Regions from separate parts of the Mus musculus genome. Here all the other regions are linked to region 4. A link is a contact called in public HiCAR-type, HiChIP or PLAC-seq and promoter capture Hi-C data. All regions are on one chromosome and are shown on one strand. Each heading gives the region's core, a stretch centred on a gene start, on an enhancer-like site or on the middle of the called end of the contact. The rest is flanking DNA. Distances are from core to core; before and after follow the strand shown. Region 1 holds the start of Dact1 (dishevelled-binding antagonist of beta-catenin 1). Region 2 holds the start of Rtn1 (reticulon 1). Region 3 holds the start of Lrrc9 (leucine rich repeat containing 9). Region 4 holds the start of Daam1 (dishevelled associated activator of morphogenesis 1).

The links. HiCAR-type assays count read pairs that join an accessible place to other places. HiChIP or PLAC-seq counts read pairs in DNA pulled down with a chosen protein or histone mark. Capture Hi-C pulls out chosen DNA fragments and counts their contacts.
Region 1: a contact with region 4 is called in a HiCAR-type map of astrocytes, with 2.4 times the contacts expected there. The contact joins the promoter of Dact1 here to the promoter of Daam1 in region 4. A contact is called at or near these places in 7 of 39 promoter capture datasets (the 3T3-L1 cell line, the C10 cell line, cranial neural crest and 3 more), 1 of 484 Hi-C or Micro-C datasets (palatal mesenchyme) and 4 of 115 datasets of contacts at active chromatin or transcription factors (astrocytes, embryonic forebrain, microglia and 1 more).
Region 2: an H3K4me3 HiChIP or PLAC-seq map of embryonic stem cells shows a contact between it and region 4, with 3 times the contacts expected there. The contact joins the promoter of Rtn1 here to the promoter of Daam1 in region 4. A contact is called at or near these places in 3 of 39 promoter capture datasets (embryonic stem cells and hippocampal neurons), 1 of 484 Hi-C or Micro-C datasets (cerebellum) and 2 of 115 datasets of contacts at active chromatin or transcription factors (embryonic stem cells and stem cell-derived neural progenitor cells).
Region 3: a promoter capture Hi-C map of adipose tissue shows a contact between it and region 4, with 5 times the contacts expected there. The contact joins the promoter of Lrrc9 here to the promoter of Daam1 in region 4. A contact is called at or near these places in 4 of 39 promoter capture datasets (the 3T3-L1 cell line, cranial neural crest, embryonic stem cells and 1 more), 4 of 115 datasets of contacts at active chromatin or transcription factors (embryonic stem cells and stem cell-derived neural progenitor cells) and 3 of 9 other capture datasets (adipose tissue, embryonic stem cells and pancreatic islet).

Annotation. Positions count from the first base shown.
Region 1 is chr12:71,307,533-71,312,504 of GRCm38.p6, reverse strand. It overlaps Dact1 (dishevelled-binding antagonist of beta-catenin 1), which reads right to left and starts at 2,621. Exons shown (of 4, transcript NM_021532.4): 1 at 2,198-2,621. The coding sequence starts at 2,521. It also overlaps a transcript of 2700049A03Rik not described here.
Region 2 is chr12:72,407,503-72,411,936 of GRCm38.p6, reverse strand. It overlaps Rtn1 (reticulon 1), which reads left to right and starts at 2,883. Exons shown (of 9, transcript NM_153457.7): 1 at 2,883-3,626. The coding sequence starts at 3,386.
Region 3 is chr12:72,438,800-72,443,681 of GRCm38.p6, reverse strand. It overlaps Lrrc9 (leucine rich repeat containing 9), which reads right to left and starts at 1,816. Exons shown (of 32, transcript NM_001142728.1): 1 at 1,514-1,816.
Region 4 is chr12:71,829,008-71,833,318 of GRCm38.p6, reverse strand. Daam1 (dishevelled associated activator of morphogenesis 1) reads right to left here and starts at 2,251. Exons shown (of 26, transcript NM_026102.3): 1 at 1,988-2,251.

The DNA.
Region 1 (4,972 bases), core at 1,372-3,871, 520 kb after region 4:
ATCTTTAGATCTTTCTCAAATTTTTTTTGGTAATATAAACTTTGTTCATTAAAAATAATAACAGGGCTATAGCATGGCTCATGGGTAAAGATGCTTGCTGTCCAGGCCTGGTCATCTGAATTCAGTCCCCTGAACCCAGGACAGAAGGAGAGAAACAGCTCCTGGAATTGGTCCTCAGACCTCCACAAGAACGATGTGCCACACCGATGCACTCATTTGCATACACCAAACACACAATAAATTTTGGATATATATGTGGCTGAGTTGTAGTTCCTTGGTAGAGATCTTGGCTATTGTGCCTGTGTTCGATACCTGGTACTGCAAGGATGGAAAAGATTTGTTTTTAGCTTTCACTAATCTATACAAACTGACTTTTTATAGGTCTGGGCAAGGAATTTGCATAGACTTCGAATCATCTGGTGTGCAGCCAGTTTAAAGAAAGTCCTTCACAGTGGGCTCTTGAAGTCAAAGCAACAGATTTTCTACATTACACTCGAATCTTTCTTAGGTGAGGTTTTCTGGCCAAATGTCATGGCCTACAGAATTTTGTTTTCTATTAGTTGCTTAGTGGGGCTTAATCAGTCTTAAGGCCTTTGAAAGCGAGAAATTAATACTAATAGCCAGCGCCAAGTATAATGTGAGCTGGCAGAATCCAAAACCCTCCAGGGAAAGCCCGTCAAGATTTGAACTCAGCTTGGGTTTCCCAAGGTGACAGACTGGTTGTGCTAACTCACACTGCCATCTAGTGCTCCCCACTGCTGGAAAAGCAAAAGAACTCGAAAGGCATCTGGTTTAAATCAAGAATGCCAAGTCTACAAATGAAAATAGTACCATAAACATTGACTGGAGTGGAATTCTCCTGACACACTGCCTTGCTCCCCTGAAGCGGACAATAGGAATGCGCTGCTCTCTCGATCTTGAGATTCAGGAAGACAAAAAAAAAAAAAAAAAGGTGCTATTGTACAAGACAATACCGAAATGTAAACGACCAGTCACAACCAGAAAGAACTGGCTCAAATTCACGTACATACAATTCTGTTCTTCTACCAAAGAAACAGTAAAAATGCCAAAACAGAGCTATTGCACAAACCACAGCACACATCCTTACAAAATAGATACGTGGTCCTTGCTCACGACCTATGACTTCTGAAAGCTTAGAGACGTAAGCCATATGCTTGTGTGCCAAAAATTGAATTTCATCAGAAAAAAATGAATTAAATAAAAGCACTTTGATGCTCTGTAACTACACAAAAAATCTAGAAAACCGTAATACAAGAAAACACGTGACAACCCACAACATCACTTTCAGGGGGCCATTATATAGCTTAAGTAGTCTAATACAACACGCTGGGATAATAATCTTTTTGCTGTTTCCAAAACTACATTTTGAGGTCACTGAAACAAAGCTGCCGCCATTATTTTGAGGCAGCATCAAAAGCTGTTCTCAACACATGAAGGTCCAAAGTTCTTTTTCTTCCTTGCTAATGAAGACTGCACAGAACGACTGAGACAGTGACAGAAATCCAATAAGATAAATACTCCCAGCGAGCAGGTTCTCTCTTCTCCCACCTCCACCACCAAGCACAGCTGGCGGACCGGATAAAAGAGGAGGGGGCAGGGTCTCCGGCCAAATTGCCAGTATTTGCATCTAGTTTTAGCTGCCTTATACAAAGGACTTCTATTTAAAACTAAGCACCAGCCCAGGCAAAAGAGACTTGCAGGAGAGAAAGCACCGGGTAGGGCACGGCTCCCAGCAGGAGCTTCGCCGTAACCGTAAAACTCAATGTTGGACAGTTAGGCAAGCAACAAGCCTCTTCCTCGCTTTTGTGCGCACCCCCCCCCCTCCTTCCCGGGGAGGGATAACCAGGGAGACCATAAGGTGAAATGGCATTTTAAGTGGGGGTTGCAAACCTCGGAGGAAGGGGGCATGCAGTAGCCTAACTTTAAGGCTGGAACCAAGGGACTCCAAGAATTCCAAATGCAGGATAGATGAGCAGCCACCCCTCCCCGCAATCCGCCAGCTCCTCAGGTGACACAAAGCAGGCATCCGCCAGCAACGCGTGGAAGTCATGGGCAGCGGGCATCCGAGACACCACGGGCTCAGGGAAAATCGAGGTGGGGGTCACGTCGCGGCCAGGGATCCCACAGCCAGAGGCCATCAGCCCACCCTCCAGACAGGCCACCGGCCACCACCTACCAACTGCCTTCGCAGCAGCAAGATGTTCTCTTCCAGGAACTTCTCCTCCAGGCGGCTGCGCTGCGCCGCGTCTCCCCGCAGCTCCCCGGAGCGCGGCGCGACGGTCCCCACGGTCCCGGAGCAGCGCAGCGCACCGCGCACCAGCAGCTCTTGGCGTTGCCGCAGGTACCCCAGCTCCGCCAGCCCCGCCAGCGTGGCCTCCTGGCGCTCGCGGGTACGCTGCCGCTCCGTGTCCGCCTCGCCCCTCTCGCGCCAGCGCCCCTCGGCCTCCGCGCCCCGGCCGGGGCTCAGCGGCTCCGGCTCGCGCGCTGCGTCCGGCTTCATGACCCCCCGAGGCCCCGCCAGCCCGGGAGCAGCAGCACACGCTAGGGCCCCGGCCGCGAGCTCATGCCGCCCGCACTCGCATCCCGCGCTGCTCCCGTCTGCCGCCCCGCAGCTGATAACGCCCCGGCCACGCTACGTCACTCCCGGCCCCGACACCCCGCCTGCTCGCCCGCCCGCCCGCCGCCGCCTCCGCCGGCTCGCGGCGATCAGCTCCTGTCAGGCGCCGGGGCCGCCTGCGCCCCGCCCCGGCCCCGCCCCGGCTCCGCGCCCCCTTTTTCGGTCCTGCGGCACCGCGGTCCCCTCGGCGCCGATTGGCTCGGCTCCATCTCCGGCAGCGGTGGCGGGTGAGGGCCGAGCATCTTGTTACAGCCAGCCCCGAGGGCCGGTCCGCGGGCGCCGTGGCTTTGGGCTCCCGGGACAACTTTCTGAAACTTAACCCCTTCCTCACGTGTCCACGCTCCAAGTCCTCTCCCTTGGCTCTGGGTTTCTTCATCCCAAGCTAATGTCCACTCGGTACTCAGAACACCACTTCTGTAGACTTGGGTTTGGAGGTCGCCTTTGTTTTAAACTCTATTTTGTAACTGGAAGGAAAAAAAAAAAACAAGCAAGGACGTTGTTCTAAAACTCTTTTTGTTTGTTTCAGCTTTTAATCGGAGCTTTGCTGAAGAAGGCCTTTCAAGTCTTACAGAAGGATGCTGTTGTGAGGCCAGCGTTCGCATCAATTCCTATAAAAGCCCAGACTTTATGAGGGGTGGCGTGTGAGCACCTATTGTTTTGTTTTGTTTTGTTTTTTACCGTTCCTTAGCTTCTGTTCACTAGAGCCCTGACTCCGAATCCAGACTGTCTGAATCTGATTCCACGAATAGCAAGTTAAGTGCCCTCCTTGTGCCTCCGTTTACCCAATAGTAAAATGGAGCTAACAGACCAGTCTATTCTAAGAATTACAGTGGCAAACGACGTATAATACATATGCGGTGGTCCAGCACATAAATCTTTAAATAGTTATCTCTCTCCGGGAGGCAGAGGTGGCACATGCTTTTAGTCCCAGCACTTAGTAGGCAGAGGCAGGCAGATCTCAGGGTCGAGGACAGAGAGAGAGAGAACGATATTGTGCTCATGGGGTTTCTTCCCCGACCCCAGGGGAACTTATTTTAGAATTCCCCTAAAATACCATTCAGGATTTGACCTTGTGTCCTTGGGATGCCACTCAGTGGGTATTTCATTGGCTCGGGGATCTATCTGGAAACGCCATTAGCTGGCTTATGGGAGCTGCACCTCATGCCTTGAATCCTAGAACCTCAGAAATTAAATTTAGGGAGTCACAATTTGAGATCATTAAGACAAAGTGTTCTATGAAGGAACACATTTCAGGTCATGACTTCAGAATTTTACACCTTTGCCCAGCTGCTCACTTCAGCAAGGAATTCTCTCTCTTTTTACTCTCTATGTGGTCTAATCTTCCAAGATCAATTTGTTCATGCCCTATGCCCCATACCCGCCCCCCTGCCCCCACTGGTTAACTGCATGAGTGCCTGGTCTTTCTCACACACTATTGTCTGGTTCTCTTTCTGGGCACACACAATCTGTGTGCTTAGGTGTTCCTTGTGTATCTTCTCTCCAGCTACGTCATAAAAGCTCCCTGAAGGCAGGAACTGTTTTAATACCCTCATAGTACCGGTGCTCTCGCTAGGTGCAAGGCCTAGAAGCATGCCACTAATAATTACCAGAGGACACTCCGGAGGATGCAGGATAGTTAGAAATTGTTCTTCTATTAGCATACTTTTAAACGCAATAGTTCCCACTTAATCTCTACAACAAATAGAATTAAGTTGACCTTTATCAAGAAGACGCAAACAAAAGCAAGCACTTCCTTGCCTCACACTCACACCCGTTATCCCCCCCCCCAGCTACACAAGCACCCCCACCCCCTCACCCCCCACCCTGCCTCCTACCTCCCACAGACATAAAATGGAAGACAGCCTTGATTCGTAATTAGCATGATGTAAAAATGGAATCATATTCAGGTGTTCCCAGATGTACAAAGCTTACGGGACACACATTCTTTATGCCTACTGTGTGTCAAACACTACACAAGAGCTAAATTTGCTTCCTAGTTTCAGGAAGACAAATTTAGAATAATGTCCTGCCTTACATGACACAGGCCACTCTCCCAAGTCCTCTGCCATTGTTCCAATCTACTCATTTCTAAACAGACCTCTTGCTTTCCTAGTTCTGAATTAGGTTCCTTCTGGCTGGGTGGACCCTGTTATTGTGGCCTGTGCTATGTCACACATTGACAACTATATTTATATAGTCGAAGGGGTGGGAGAAGCTGAAACGTGTTTTTACACACTGCTAATAAATCTTGTTACAGCTGACAGACATGTCGCTGTGTCTCCAAACTTCTCCTCTACCTTCCCACCTCCCCCCAACACACACACACCCTGCCCT
Region 2 (4,434 bases), core at 1,634-4,133, 580 kb before region 4:
CAATTTCACATTCTTGCTCAAAGGACTGTTTTACAACGTGGGTAAGTAAAAATATACTGAAAATGTGACAAAACATTCTTAGAAGCATTGTCTGTGCATAATAACTCAGAAAATGGATATAACCTGGATCTATCATCTGATGAGTGGGTCATAAATTAAGATATATCCCTATAATGGAGTGATATTAACCAATGAAAGAGAAATGAAATGCGGGCTTGGTACTTCAAAGATGGCCCCTTTGTAACTGTTGTAAGTAAAAGGAACTTTATGTCTTTGTGTAAGTGTACTAATTAAGAGTAAAGCTAGATTTGATGGGAAGCGATCTGCTCTCCTTGTCTGATTCCTGCTGGAGGCCACTAGAAGCACCCACATTTCCTCCCTTTGGGCGTCAGATGAAATATACCAGCAGCCATTCCCCTCCGTGCTCTTTCCAAAAGTGCTGGTGAATCTGCTGAATGCTGGGGTTCTCTCCTGAACATCTTTATAGCATCAACCTAAATATTGTCTCACTGCAGTATTAAATGGAGAATACTCTCCATAGCAAATCCAGTAGCTTCTACAACATCCAAAATTGAAAAGCACACTGCAAAAATAATCTGGATGTTTATGGAGACAAATTGGATGCAGAGTCAGCACAATTCACAATAGTTTTTGATGTATTGCACCAGTAAGACTTATGTGAGACGAACACCTCACTAAGTCAATGAGGGTGACTCCACCATTGCATCTTCTCAGAGGACTTTAAAGTGGCCGGTGATGTGGGCGATTCTGGGCATAAGTATAAACAGAGAAGGAAATACATGGCCACCACTGCCTTCCCTTGCCTAGCTGTAGCTATGTTTAATTTTTCTAGAACTCCCTCCTATAGAATATGAATATGGCCCATAATACTTTCTCTGCCACTCCATTTCACTCCAAATGTTCATCACATATTAACCAGTAGATCCTGTCGTCCACTTCTGAAACAATCTATTCCATGTTGGTGTATGTGTGTGTGCTTGAAATTTTTTTGAAACTTGAAATGTTTCTTTCCCTGTAGATAACTTAGATAATTTCACACGTTGAGCCTGTAAGTGAAGATAATTGTGAAGGTTGCTCGACTGAAACACGATGCACACACTTTTAAAGAATCTGTTTCACTGTCTCTCTGTCTTGCTGTCTCTATCACATTGGGGATCGATCCCAGAGCCTCACACACCCTAGCTCAGTTCTATACTACTGAGACACAACACAAGCACACCACATGTGCTTTCAGAATAATTTATCAAAATGAAATTGTCTTTTTCCTATAACAAATAAAACAGAAATAGACTTAATTGGTTATTTTCTCTACATATTCTTAAATGAGAGTATTGATTGGTAGCTGATGAAATGGGTCATATCTATTTAATGATGAACATTAGAGTCATATCCCTTTATCTACTTAATCATAAGGATACAAAGGGGTTTGGAGTTAGTCAGGTTTTCCAGTGATTCTATTCTTTAGTGTTTTTCAGAGAAACAAATTATATGTTCTCTTTATCATAGTGCCTCAAATTCAGTATTCCTTAATAGCCATGTGCTTCCAGTGTTCTTGGCATATTAATAATGAAACTGTAAGAAAGTTCCTCCCTGGCATTCTTGATACATTATGGCATTCTAAACAAGGTGCCTATTATCTTATGTTAAAAAAAGCTATAATGATTCAGGATAACCAAGAATTTGTTATTACAGAGGGAGATAATTTTTATAGCTTTATTAGAATAACTGGTACACATTGAATTGCACACATACACATGACAACTTGATTTTTGTCCCATGCATACAACTGTGATGCCATTGTCACTATGAAGATAATGAACATATTTCATAGAAACCAATTTTTTCAAAGGTGTAGTGGTTTGTGTGTGTGTGTGTGTATTGGAGTTACAGGCAAGTGTGAGCTGTCAGGTCTGGTCCCCCGGAAAAGCAGCAATCACTCTTAAATACTAAGCTGTCTCTCTGGACTCAGGAATTAATTTTTAATACATCAATCTGTAAAATTTTGGTGACTGTAAGATTACACACATTTTCCTCCAATTTATTGCTATCTTTTGAGCATTGTTGTACTAGTAGAACAAAAGATTACAGTGAATAAAAAATTTTCTATTTTCATCATTTTTAGGAGTCCCAGATGTTGATGACTCTGGCCTTTGAATTTACAGATAGTTGTGATGCTCCTGGTATGCAAATGGTAGCTGAGAACCCTACACAACCACTCTGCATGCAAGGGCACAGTTGCCTTCCACTTTTTTTGAGTAGGACTAACCGATAACTGTACTCATCTACTCTGATGTTAGACTTGAGCCAAGACTTAAAGGAAAGGCACACACCATTTTACAGTTCAGGAACCGGTAAGACGGCTTGTTTGAAAAGATAGGTCTAAATAGGTCTAAATATGGGAATAGCACATGTAGGTGAGTCGCCTTTACTGTTCATTAAGTATCAGAGAGCACAGAAAAGGGGTGGGGAGGGGGAGCAAGAAGTTCCTGTGGATTTCCACTTCTCAAAACAGACTGCCCAACACGGCCTGTCATTTATATGGCACAGCCATTTGTTGTTGCTGTTGCTGTCGTCGTCGTTGTTGTTGTTTAATGCCTGGTAGCATCCTGTTTGCTTTCAATGCTACTTGGGACAGGTCTGGAAAGCATTTTTGTGGAGTTCCATCTGAGGGCCCATTCCTATACTGTTTTGTTATTGTTTTTGTTTGTTTGTTTGGGCCGGTTCTGGAAACTTCAGGATGAAGGATTTAACCTCCAGGTTGCAGATCACCAGGTCAAGGCTCAGGCCAGTGTCCTTTATGCAGCTAACCCTCAGAACGGTTGTTCTGAGATTCGCTTTCTATCCTAGAGTCCTAGGACTCCAGTCTGGTTTTAACTTCTTGTCTAGTCAAGCTGCAGCCAGTACCTGCTGGTCCTCTCTGTGTATTCTTCCCCAGATAAAGGGTAAAACAAGTGGGTTTGGCACATCCCCTAATCAGAGGCTGCCATTAACAGGCCCGGGGCTGACGTGCATTAGGGAGGACTCGGACCAAGCAGGCCATTTTCACCTGCGTAATAACAGGCTTGGGAGTAGCGAAGCAGCGCAGGCACAGCAAGCTGCCTCTGGAGCAGGGGAGGAGCGCGGGCGGCAGCCGCCCCGGGGCCCCGGAGGAAGAGGAGGGGGAGAAGGAGGAGCCGAAGCGCCCAGAACAGCAGCCGCGGCTCGGCCCGAGTTGCAGCAAAAGCAGCGACGGTGGCGCGGAGACTCTGCAGCCTTCTGGAGTCCGGAGTCCCGGTAGGGACAGCAGCAGGGAGCGTCCGCGTCCCTAGCCAGCGCACCCCGGCCTTGCCAAGCCACAGTAGCCCAGCCTGGGGCACAGCCAGCCATGGCCGCACCGCCGGATCTGCAAGATGAGCCGCTGTCTCTGGGTAGCCCCGGGTCCCAGTGGTTCGGGGGCCGGGGGGATGGGGAAGACGAAGCGACGGCGGTGATGGGGGCCAGGCCAGCGCAGCAGGATGGGGAGCCCGCCTGGGGGTCGGGCGCTGGAGCTGGGGTAACGTCGTCGCGGGAACTGTGCTCCGGCCCCGCCCGGTCGCCTCCCGTCGCCATGGAAACTGCATCCACAGGTAAGCCGGCCCGCACCGCGACCCCGCAAATGGAGGCCGGGACCGTGTTTCTTGTGGGTCCCCTAGTCCACAGCTTTTCTCTGCGTCTTCCTGGCCTGTCTACCTGGAGGTAGGGGTTCGCTCCTGGCGACTGTAAATATTAGCGGACTGGTGGAAAACAGCAGGGTGCTGCCAGCGGCTAGGAGGAAGAAGGCTGTTGGTCCAGTAATTTCATTTTTACTCTTTTTTCAGCCTTAGACATTGTCCTCGTTGGCAAGCCTGGCTTCTGTTGCGCCCCGGAACAAGTTTTCTCTTCTTGTCAGGGGTCTCAGGGCAGCAGGGCGGGGAGTGACAGGTTGTGATGTTTTTCTGGGGCGTGTTTGCGCTCAGCGAGCTCCACAGCAGAGATAGACGACTGCCTATCAGCGGGCGGGCCCACCGCCTCAGGACCCTCCCGCTGGGTTTAGGGCACCGGAGTACCGCAGAGACTTTATTTTCCCTTTCTCTTCCCTCAAGGAATCACCACACCCTACTCCTTTCCAGTTTTCCTCCAGCTCAGCTCTTTCTCCCGCGCAGAAAACAAACCCCCATGAGTCCCAAGCTGAATTCCGGAGGGACAGCATTGTTGGGAAGGTTGGAAGTTGTAGCCTTCTTTCTTTATTTCCTAGCCGCTCTTTTCTGAATCTATCAGAGTATTGAAACTTGAACCCCCTAAAATGTGAAGGTCTTAGCAGCTGCAGATTGGAATGCTGGGACTGTGGCCAGTGGTCCAGCCTCAGTTTACCCAGCAGTCTGAACTCATCTTTGCGTTTTGAAAAATTGTCAGTGA
Region 3 (4,882 bases), core at 567-3,066, 610 kb before region 4:
TATGCCTGTCCCAAGCTGAGCTCGTATTTCCAACCAATGTTGTTTCCCCTTAATGAATGCCTTCTTGTGCTAAAGGACACCACCACCCATCCCTTCTCCATCCCAACACACACACACACACACACACACACACACACACACACACACACACACAATTCTTATGCTTCCTCTCCACTCTCTGCCATCGTGGCCCCTCTTGTCTCACTACCTACCCCATTCTCTAATCCATGGGAGCAGCTAGACTCTTGCGGGGGTATATTTGTTTATGCTACTCCTCTTGGAAATTGTTTATAATCACCATTTTCAGACTCATGCCAATCTCTTAAGCCCCTGGTCAACCAAAACAGCCACTCAACATTCCAGTACCGGCTACAACTCTAGTCCTATGATAGCTAGCATGGCTGTACTTCAGCACATACTTCTTCCTCTCCTTGAAATATCTTCTGTCCTTGACTCTATACTCCATATATCCTTAAAGAGTGCCTTGAGTCTTCTTCGAAGACTTGCATCCTCTTTGGTCTTATTGTAAACATTCTCTTTCATGTGACTGGGTAAGGTTAGCACATGTCCTCTGCATGGCTACTGTCTGTCACATTGTATTGTGATACTTGCAGGTCCTTCCTCCTAACATGTTCACCGAGGACAGGAACTACGGCTGACACGACATAACTTATCAAATGGTTCCAATGAACTGTCATACCACACACATCCTACCCAACATGACTGTAAACACTGTTCTGCATGGCAATTTGTAACACAGTACTAACTGGTCCGTAAAGAACTGTCTGCCAGCAAAGCTGAGTGAGCATTTAATCTAAGAAACTATCACCTTTCTGCCCAACAGAAGCCCTAGGTGGTCCAACTGTTTTCTCCCTTGAGTATAAAGGAGCCAGAACCCAACAGTTCTCCCTGGTGGTTCACATAAAGGCCCTCCTATTTCTAGATGATCAGTATCCCTTGAGTCTTTCAGTCCAGTAGTTGCCCGAGCCTAGGGCACATCATTTTTTCCTTTTTCCTAGGATCCTTCTCTGAAGTATCACTATTATTTTTTATTATTATAACTACCATCACAATATTACTATAACCCCCACTGCACCATCACATAGGTCCCCTGACCTGTGTGCTGCTGGGAGATTTCCTCCATGTGACTCCCTAGTCCTTCCTACAGGGGAGGGACACCTAGAGGCAACCAGAAGACCGATACTCAGTACCTTATTCCAGAGAGAGGATGGATTCCAGGGCTGTCCTAGGCAGGTCAGAGTGCACTCCGACCTCCCAAATCCCTTCCTGCAGCTGACACCAGCCCCGGGCCTGCTGTGTACTGACCGCCCACTGCGGTTGTCTAGGAAACCCTCTCTCCGCCTCCCTTGACCTCTGGGTCAGGAAGGGGATGGCGAGGACGGGGAAATCAGCCGCCCATCCTTGCCTGCATCACGTGGTAGCAAACTACAACCAATTAACTTAAGCAGGGAAGACCCTCCCCCGCCCCCTTCCGGAAGACCTCCCCTCCCACCTTTGTTAAGACTCCCGCGGAGCGGTGGCAGCCGGTCGCTGCCTAGTTCTTAGTCTTGGGTGTTCACTTTGTTTCCTTCCGAGGACAGTGACAGTTTGTGGGCTAGGCGGTGGGGACCTGGTCCTGGCATTTTCACAGTTAAAGTTTTTGACACCTGGAGCCTCGAAGTCAGCAGTACTAACTGGTCTTGATCCCCAGCATGGCGTGGAGCAGTGAGGTCATAAGACGGTTCCCCTTCCGCCGCTGATGGCCTCGGTCCCAGCTGCTGCGCAGCTGAGGCCACCAAGAGCCCGGTGAGCCCCCAAGGGCAAGCGCCAGACCGCGCGCCCAGGAACGTCTCCAAGCAATCGACCCCCACTGGTCTTTTAGGAGTTCTCAGGCAGGCTTTCGAGTGTCTTAATTTGCCAAAATTCTCAGGAGGCAATAATTTACAAGATAGAATACAAGTTAAGAGGACAGGGGGAGACTGGCTGAGAAAGCAATGAACTTATAAAACAAACCAAATCAACCACAACGTCTACTAGAGTTAGCCACTAGCCACAGCCGCGTATGTGCCCTTTAAAAGCGGTAGTCTGAACTGACGTATATAGGAAAATAGACCAAAACTTAAACGCTTGGTATGCAGAGATGCAATGGAAACGACTTTGTTAATGATTTTTGTATCGATCACATGTTAAACTATTTTGGGGTGCACTGAGTTAAATAAGGTTATGTTTTGTTTGTTACGTTGAAAATCTGGCTACCAGGACAATTTATAATTGCTTGGGAGGCTTGCATTAGGTTATTTTGGACCGGGCATGTCGTTGTTTGCTGTCTATTGCAAGAAATAAACACCATGACCGGACGCAACTTGAGATGAGGGTTTATTTGGCTTTATATGATCAGATCACAGTCCTTCAGCAGGGGAGTCAGCCCAGCTAGGAGCAGTGGAGAAATACTATGGGGTTCAGGTGGCTCTCTTATACAAGCCAGGACGACCTGCTCAGGAGAGGCACTGTCCACAGTGGGCTGGGCTCTCTCCTATCAGTCATTAATCAAAAAAAAAAAAAAAAAAAAAAAGATATGCTCTCAGGACAATCTGATAGGGGCAGTTCCTCAGTTGAGATTCTGTCGTTGTGTCTAGTTTTGTATCAAATTGACAAAACTCTTGACAGCACTGCACTCATTTTTATAATTCAGTGGGGATGTGTTAGTATTTATGACCTTCGGGTCCTCTTGCAAACTAGCATCTGCTGCTTCACTCAGCCTAGCTTTCAATTGCTTTCTCAAGAAAATCTAAACATTATAAATATTTCGTTTTTCTTTCTTTCTTATTTTTTGTTTATATTTTTGTTTGTTTGTTTGTTTGTTTTTTTGAGTTTCTCTGTGTAGCCCTGGCTGTCCTGGAACTCACTTTGTAGACCAAGCTGGCCTCGAACTCAGAAATTCGCCTGTCTCTGCCTCCCAAGTGCTGGGATTAAAAGCATGTGTCACCACGCCCGGCTAAATATTTCTATTTAATAACTTAAGAGTTGGATGCATCCGATGAGTTTGCTGTCTGTAAACACATTCACTGAAGAAGTGAATTAATTCTCCCTCTCTATTTTCATTTCACTGAACACTGTTCCTTCCTGTCAGCAACAGATCAAAAGTAAGCCGATTAAACTATTTGTGGCTTATGGTAAAAGCGATGCCAGGTTTGTTTGTTTTTTGTTTGTTTGTTTGTTTTTGGCTTGCTTGTTTTTTTGTTTTGTCTGTCTGTTTGAAATCTGATTCCGGTTTTATTTTTACTATCTCGCTGAAAATCTAGTTGAACAAGATAACCTATGCTTGAAGAAGCCTTTGTTTAGAATATAAAGATTAAATAGGAGGATAGTTTCAATTTGTAAACTTTAAAGAAATTTCCATCATAGATCAGTTAGATTAAAATTCTCACTTTGGGGTTTGCTGGTTTAGTTTTTTGTTTGAATCATCTTTTTTGTTTGCTTGTTTTGTCGATTTGATCCAAACCTTAATTGAGCAAATGCCTCCATCAGATTGGCCTGAAGGCAAGCCTGTATTGCATCTTCTTATTAACAATTGATGTGGGAGGACCCAGGCCACTGTCGGTAATTCCACCTTTGGGCAGGTGTTTCTGGATTGTATAAGAAGACAGAAAGCCATGGAGGGAGAGGGAGCCAGTAGACAGAGTTTCTCCATGGATCTGCTTCAGCCCCTGCCCTGCCCACAGGTTCCCTCCACCCCCCCCCCTTTTTTTTTTTCTGATTTTCCAGCCTGACTCTTCTTTGCTGATCGAGTCATAAGATGAAATAAACCCTTTGCTATCTAAATTGCTTTTTGGTCATGATCCTTATCATAGTATTAGAAACAAACCAGAACAGGAAGAATGCAGTGTTCGGGGATGGGAGTACAGAGGTTATCAGAATACACTATTTAGTTTTGAAGTATACGAATCTGTTGTGATTTCCCCTGCAAGAGGTAGTGTTAATATGCACTCTGTACTTTTTATATAAAAACAGATTATGTGAGAGCTCGCATACGATGAGGCCAACTCTAACGATTCTTCAGGAGCCTTCCATCTTGTTTCCTGAGACAGGGTCTCGCTGAAGCCAGTGCTCCTGCTATTACGGTAGTCTGTCTGTCTGTCTGCCTGTCTGTCTGACCAGTGGGGTTCAGACATCTACTCTTTCCTCCCTCCCCAGCTGGGATTACAGGCAAGCACTCACGACCTAACCAAGTTTTTATTTGGGTTCTGAGCCTTGAAGTCCAGTCCTCACATTTGCACAGCAAGCAGTTTTTCTATTGAGCATCTTCTTATGAACGATTGATGTGGGAGGGCCCAGGGCATTGTGGGCAGTTCCCCCTTATGGATTGTATAAGAAAGCAGACTGGAGACTCATACCCACCCATGACGGGAAGAGTGCTCTTTTTCTCTAGGAAAAGCTCATTGACTTTGGCAGCAGGACTTGTGTTAGCATCCTTTACAGGCTCAGAGGAAAAACCTTTGGTGGTTTGCCAAATTAAATCCTTTGTCCAAAGTAATCTGTTAAGACTGTTTGTTTCAATTTTCCAGATGTTGCTTAAAGCGGAAAGGTGCGACCAGCTTTCACTAATCTCATTGATTATTCATCATTTGAGGTTGACAGATGATACATTTTTTTATGTGTCTGTAAATGGAAGTGAACTCACTAGCAGAGCTGAGAGAAGTGGACATATGTTCCCGTCTCTAACCCCAAAGCAATCTCTAATAGTTATCATTTGCCAGTGAGAATTTAGTTTTCTTCAAGGGAGTCTCGCTGTGGAAACAAACTACTCTTCAAGGTAGGCTGCGCGCCCAGCGGTAGATGATCAACAGAAAATGAACTCAGTGACATCTTGGGAAGTTCCTTG
Region 4 (4,311 bases), core at 1,002-3,501:
TAATAGGAGTATCAAGTGTATTATAAATTTTAAAATACTACTATAGCTGTCCTGTCCATTTATGTAACAGTTACCCCAAGGATCTTGGTTTGGGGGCCAGCAACACAAGTTGAATGCTACAATGTCAGAGCTGAATTTAAGCCTTGTGTTATTTGGAGGAGGAGTCATTTTCCAAGTCTCAAAACTTTAAACCTAAAACCAACGTTAGGAATTCTCTGAACTCCCCTGTCTACATTATCAATGAGATGACAGGTGCTCCCAGAGGTAACTGTTAGCCCACAGCAGGACATCACATAAAATGCTGGCACAGGACCTAGGGCTCCTGTTTTCAGCCTCCAGAGTTCCACTTTAAGGATCTTCAGCTGGAGTTTAGATTTCATAAAAATTGCAATGTCTCTGTTCTCCATACCTCAACTTCAATTATTAATTGCTCTGTCATTTACAGGTAATGGTACTTCAGGTAATTGCTGACCAGGGAGCTGTGTAGGCCTGGGAAGAGTGACCTTGTTAAGTAAATTGCCTCCAGCACTATTAACTATGATAATGATGGAAAGATACAGTTCACTCGTTGGAGGAAAAACATCTTCCAAATTTAGTTTACCTTAGAACAAAAGCCCCAGACAATTCGCTTTGAGATGATGTATAGGCACATGGGAGGGGACAGGTCCAAAAATATGGTGTCCAAGCTATGTAGGAAAGAATATGGGGGAGTCCCAGAGCTGCTAGGAGGGTGAGGAAGAGGGAGCAGCTGGGCCCAGGGCAAACATTTGACCACACCCCCCCGACCACACCCTCCCAGCTGCCCGCAGAGCCACAACGAATTGAAACAGCAGTGCGAGCTGTTAAGATTCCAAAGGCAGAAGTCGCCATGGCAACCGGATTCGTCTTGCAGGCAAACTATGCTTCAATTCACTAGGTCCGGCTCAAATCTCAAGAAACTACCAATTCAATGGGGGCAAAACGGTCACGGGCAGCATTTGCTCTGGATGCTCTCCCAACATTGACGGTGGAGGAGAGAGACTGAGAGGAGGAATCTATTTCTGAGCACAGTAAAACATTTTATGGGGAGGGGACAGAACGTCCCAAACCTTGATTGTAAGCAACGTGCAAAGGACCGTAGAAGGGTTTGATGAATGTGAGTAAATGAACGAATGGAGCTGACGCAAAAAGGGAAAAGAAAAGCCAGAAGACTTTCGAGTTGTCCAGCCGGGCCGGGTCCGGTCGGGTCGGGCCCGGCCTCGCCTCGCCCTGCTCTCCTCTCTAGTCAGAAGACAAGCCAATCCCAAACAGCTGGTTTGGGCACCAGTTAGATAAACCCGATTATCCAGCCCTCCTGCCCCCACAGCGAACCTTATCATTAGGTTATCCACCACCCCATCACCACCATGGTTCTAAGGAGAGCGTTTAGCCCACGCCCAGGTGCCCTTTGCAGGGCTCCATTTGGCAGAGCCAAGACTGCGATACGCCCCTCGAAGCAGGACGCGGGGAACCCCATCCAGTCCCCCGGAGACGCAGCCTCCCCGCGCCGCAGCTAGCCGCCGGCTCGCGGCCTCCGCAATGCCAGGTTTCCTTCTTCTCTCTGCACACAGTAAACTCGGAGACTGCCTGGATTAGTCAGCCCCTCCGTTTTGAGTATGACTTGACCCGAAGGTGATAGGAATGGTAGGGGAATCGCGGTCACGGCCATGCCCACGGATCTTACAGAGCCAGCGGCCCAGGAGCGCCGCCCGCTGCCGCAGCTCCCTCAGCCCTGGCCCCGGGGAGCCTGTGGCCGGGAAGAAGAGAGATGTACCCGGCCGGCTCCACGGCCACCGAGCGCCTCGGAAAGAAAGAAGGGAGGGACCCCATCCTCGGGGATGCCTTCCTTCAGGCTCGCCTCGCTCCGAGCCGTGCTGCAGCCATTTTCCAAAGCCTAGATTGGCAGCTCGTAGCTGTCTCGGTCCTGTTCCCACCCAAACCCAACCTGAAGGACGAGTTTAATATTTACCTACTGGCCCCGGAGCTCCGGGAAGCAGCAGGAGGGCGCGCCGCGACAGCGCGAAGAACCAGCACGCCCACCCCGCGCCACGGTGCGGTGCCGCTAATGAATGAGTGCGGCGGGCGAGCCGAGGAGTCCCCTCACCTGAGCAGCCGCTGCATGCTGGAAAGGCCGCTCTGCGCTCCCGGTACAATGGGATCCGGTTAAACAGTTCCCTTCACAGCCGCTCGTAGGTTACCAACTCGCAGGTGACATCACCCTCGTCTCCTCTGATAGGACACAAGGTGGCACCCACTGCGCATGGACGCTTTGACTCGCCTTTAGGATTCTGGATGTTGTAGTCCTAGTCCTACAGACAGAGCCGAAACAGTCTCTCCATCCTCACGCTCAGGAACTACATTTACCGAGGTGCATCTCTGTCCCTCTGTGCCAGCCCCCTCCCCGCCCCCCAGACCCGCCCCCTCCCCGCCCTCCAGTTTAGCAGAACCAGTGGTGGTCAGTCAGAAGCCTAGGGGCATAATGTTTGGGGAAGAGGGCGAGGCACCCAGCGGCCGTGCCCTTTGACTTGACCTCTGATCCTGCCAGCGGGTAGGCTGCAGGACCAAGGGGCGTCCTGAACTCGCGCACACCCGCCAGGCACTTCTGTTCGGTTGGGCTCTCCTGCCCCCATCTGGGAAGGGTCCATAAAAGCCTTTCTCTTCCTTCCCTGCTCAAAACCACTAATTCATAGGACTCCAGGGGTTCTGGGTTGAATACTGAATCAGTATTTCCTCACATCCCCAAGGATCAAACAACGCCAGCCGCGGAAAAAAAGGAATCTCCTTGAACCACACTTTGGGTTAGTTCACCTTCCTCCTCTCTTTCCTTTTTTCCCTTTTAAACCAAGACCGAGTCGAGTGGTCAAGAAGAAAGCTGGGGACAACTTAGTTGGCTAACCTGAGAAAAACCGGCGGCTGTCACTAATGAAAATGCTGTGTAATAGAAGACAGAGACAGTCACCACAATCCTGCGTCTGAAAGCCTGCTGCTGTGGAGATAAAACTATCGAACAGCCATGCTTTTGTTCATCCCTTTAGGGACTTCCCGCTCTGGTGGCTCTCAGCTCCTCCGAAGATAACATGCATATCTCAAAGTTTTAGTTAATTACTCATATATAAAATTTTAAAATCCACAACACTCCCTCCACCCTTGTTCCCCGCACATTTCCTTTCAAAAATATAAAAATTTTAAGACCTTTAAGCAAACAGTACCCTTCAAGGATTGCCCCCGATCTTCAGACACTTTTATGTGTATTCAAGTGTTAGCAAAGGGTGTGAAGTGAAATTCTGACCCTTCTGGAAGATTTTGGTTTTAATACATAAAAGTTTTCGGTTTCATGATCTCATTCAATAACACCAAAGGTGAGAAACTTAAATAGAGGGAACAAATGTCCAAGTGTGTGTGTGTGTGTTTGGGGGTGGGGGGGGCTGTATTCATTCCACTCTCAATGGCACTGCTGTGATCAGCTCACACGCCCTCTTCCACCAGCAAAATTAAGATTTTGCTTCTCAGGAAATGAAGACTGACAATTAAAATTTCCAACTACTCTTCACCTAATTGCTGGTGGAATATCACATCACTACTTATCTTCCCTTTTCTGCTTCAAACACTAAGGCTCAAGTGAAATACGTTCTTGGAACTAGAGGAGCATCTCAGAGGAGAGGGAAAATGATGGGTTTTTTTGTTTGTTTGTTTGTTTGTTTGTTTGATTTTTGGGTTTTTTTTTTTTTTGTGTGTGTGAAAGAGGAGGTTGCTGTTGGATTCTGATCGTCTTTTGACAAGCCTATTCTGTACAGAGCAGAACCGTTTGTCTCCACAGAAGCAGGATATAACTTTGTTGCTCTTCTGATCTATTCTATTTCAAATATCTGAAGTGGAACCTAGACAACACAATTGTTCCTTTGGCCATCAGAACAAGGGTACAAGCGGTGATGCTCCAACTAATGGGTAGGCTTAATGTATTGTTCAATTGGCTGTGGGAAAATATTCAGAAAGAAACCCAACCTCACATGGTTCTAAATGTTCCCCCAATCTTATAACTGTGGAAAGCTTTTAGGTGGAAACATAATCAGTGAGCTTGGATTTTACTGAGTCAATAAACTGAACTCGGAGCCTCTCTATCAGGCAAGGTTTGTCCTTAGAGATGAAAGCATGCTGTTAAGGCACTCAGAGAAATAATTTTATAGAAGAAATGCCCTCTCTGCAAGCTCTCTTAGTTCTCTGCAATAAAAAGGAATAAACTCTTGCTCAAAGGAAAAAAAAATCCCTTCTCTATAACAGTATTACGGGGTGTGT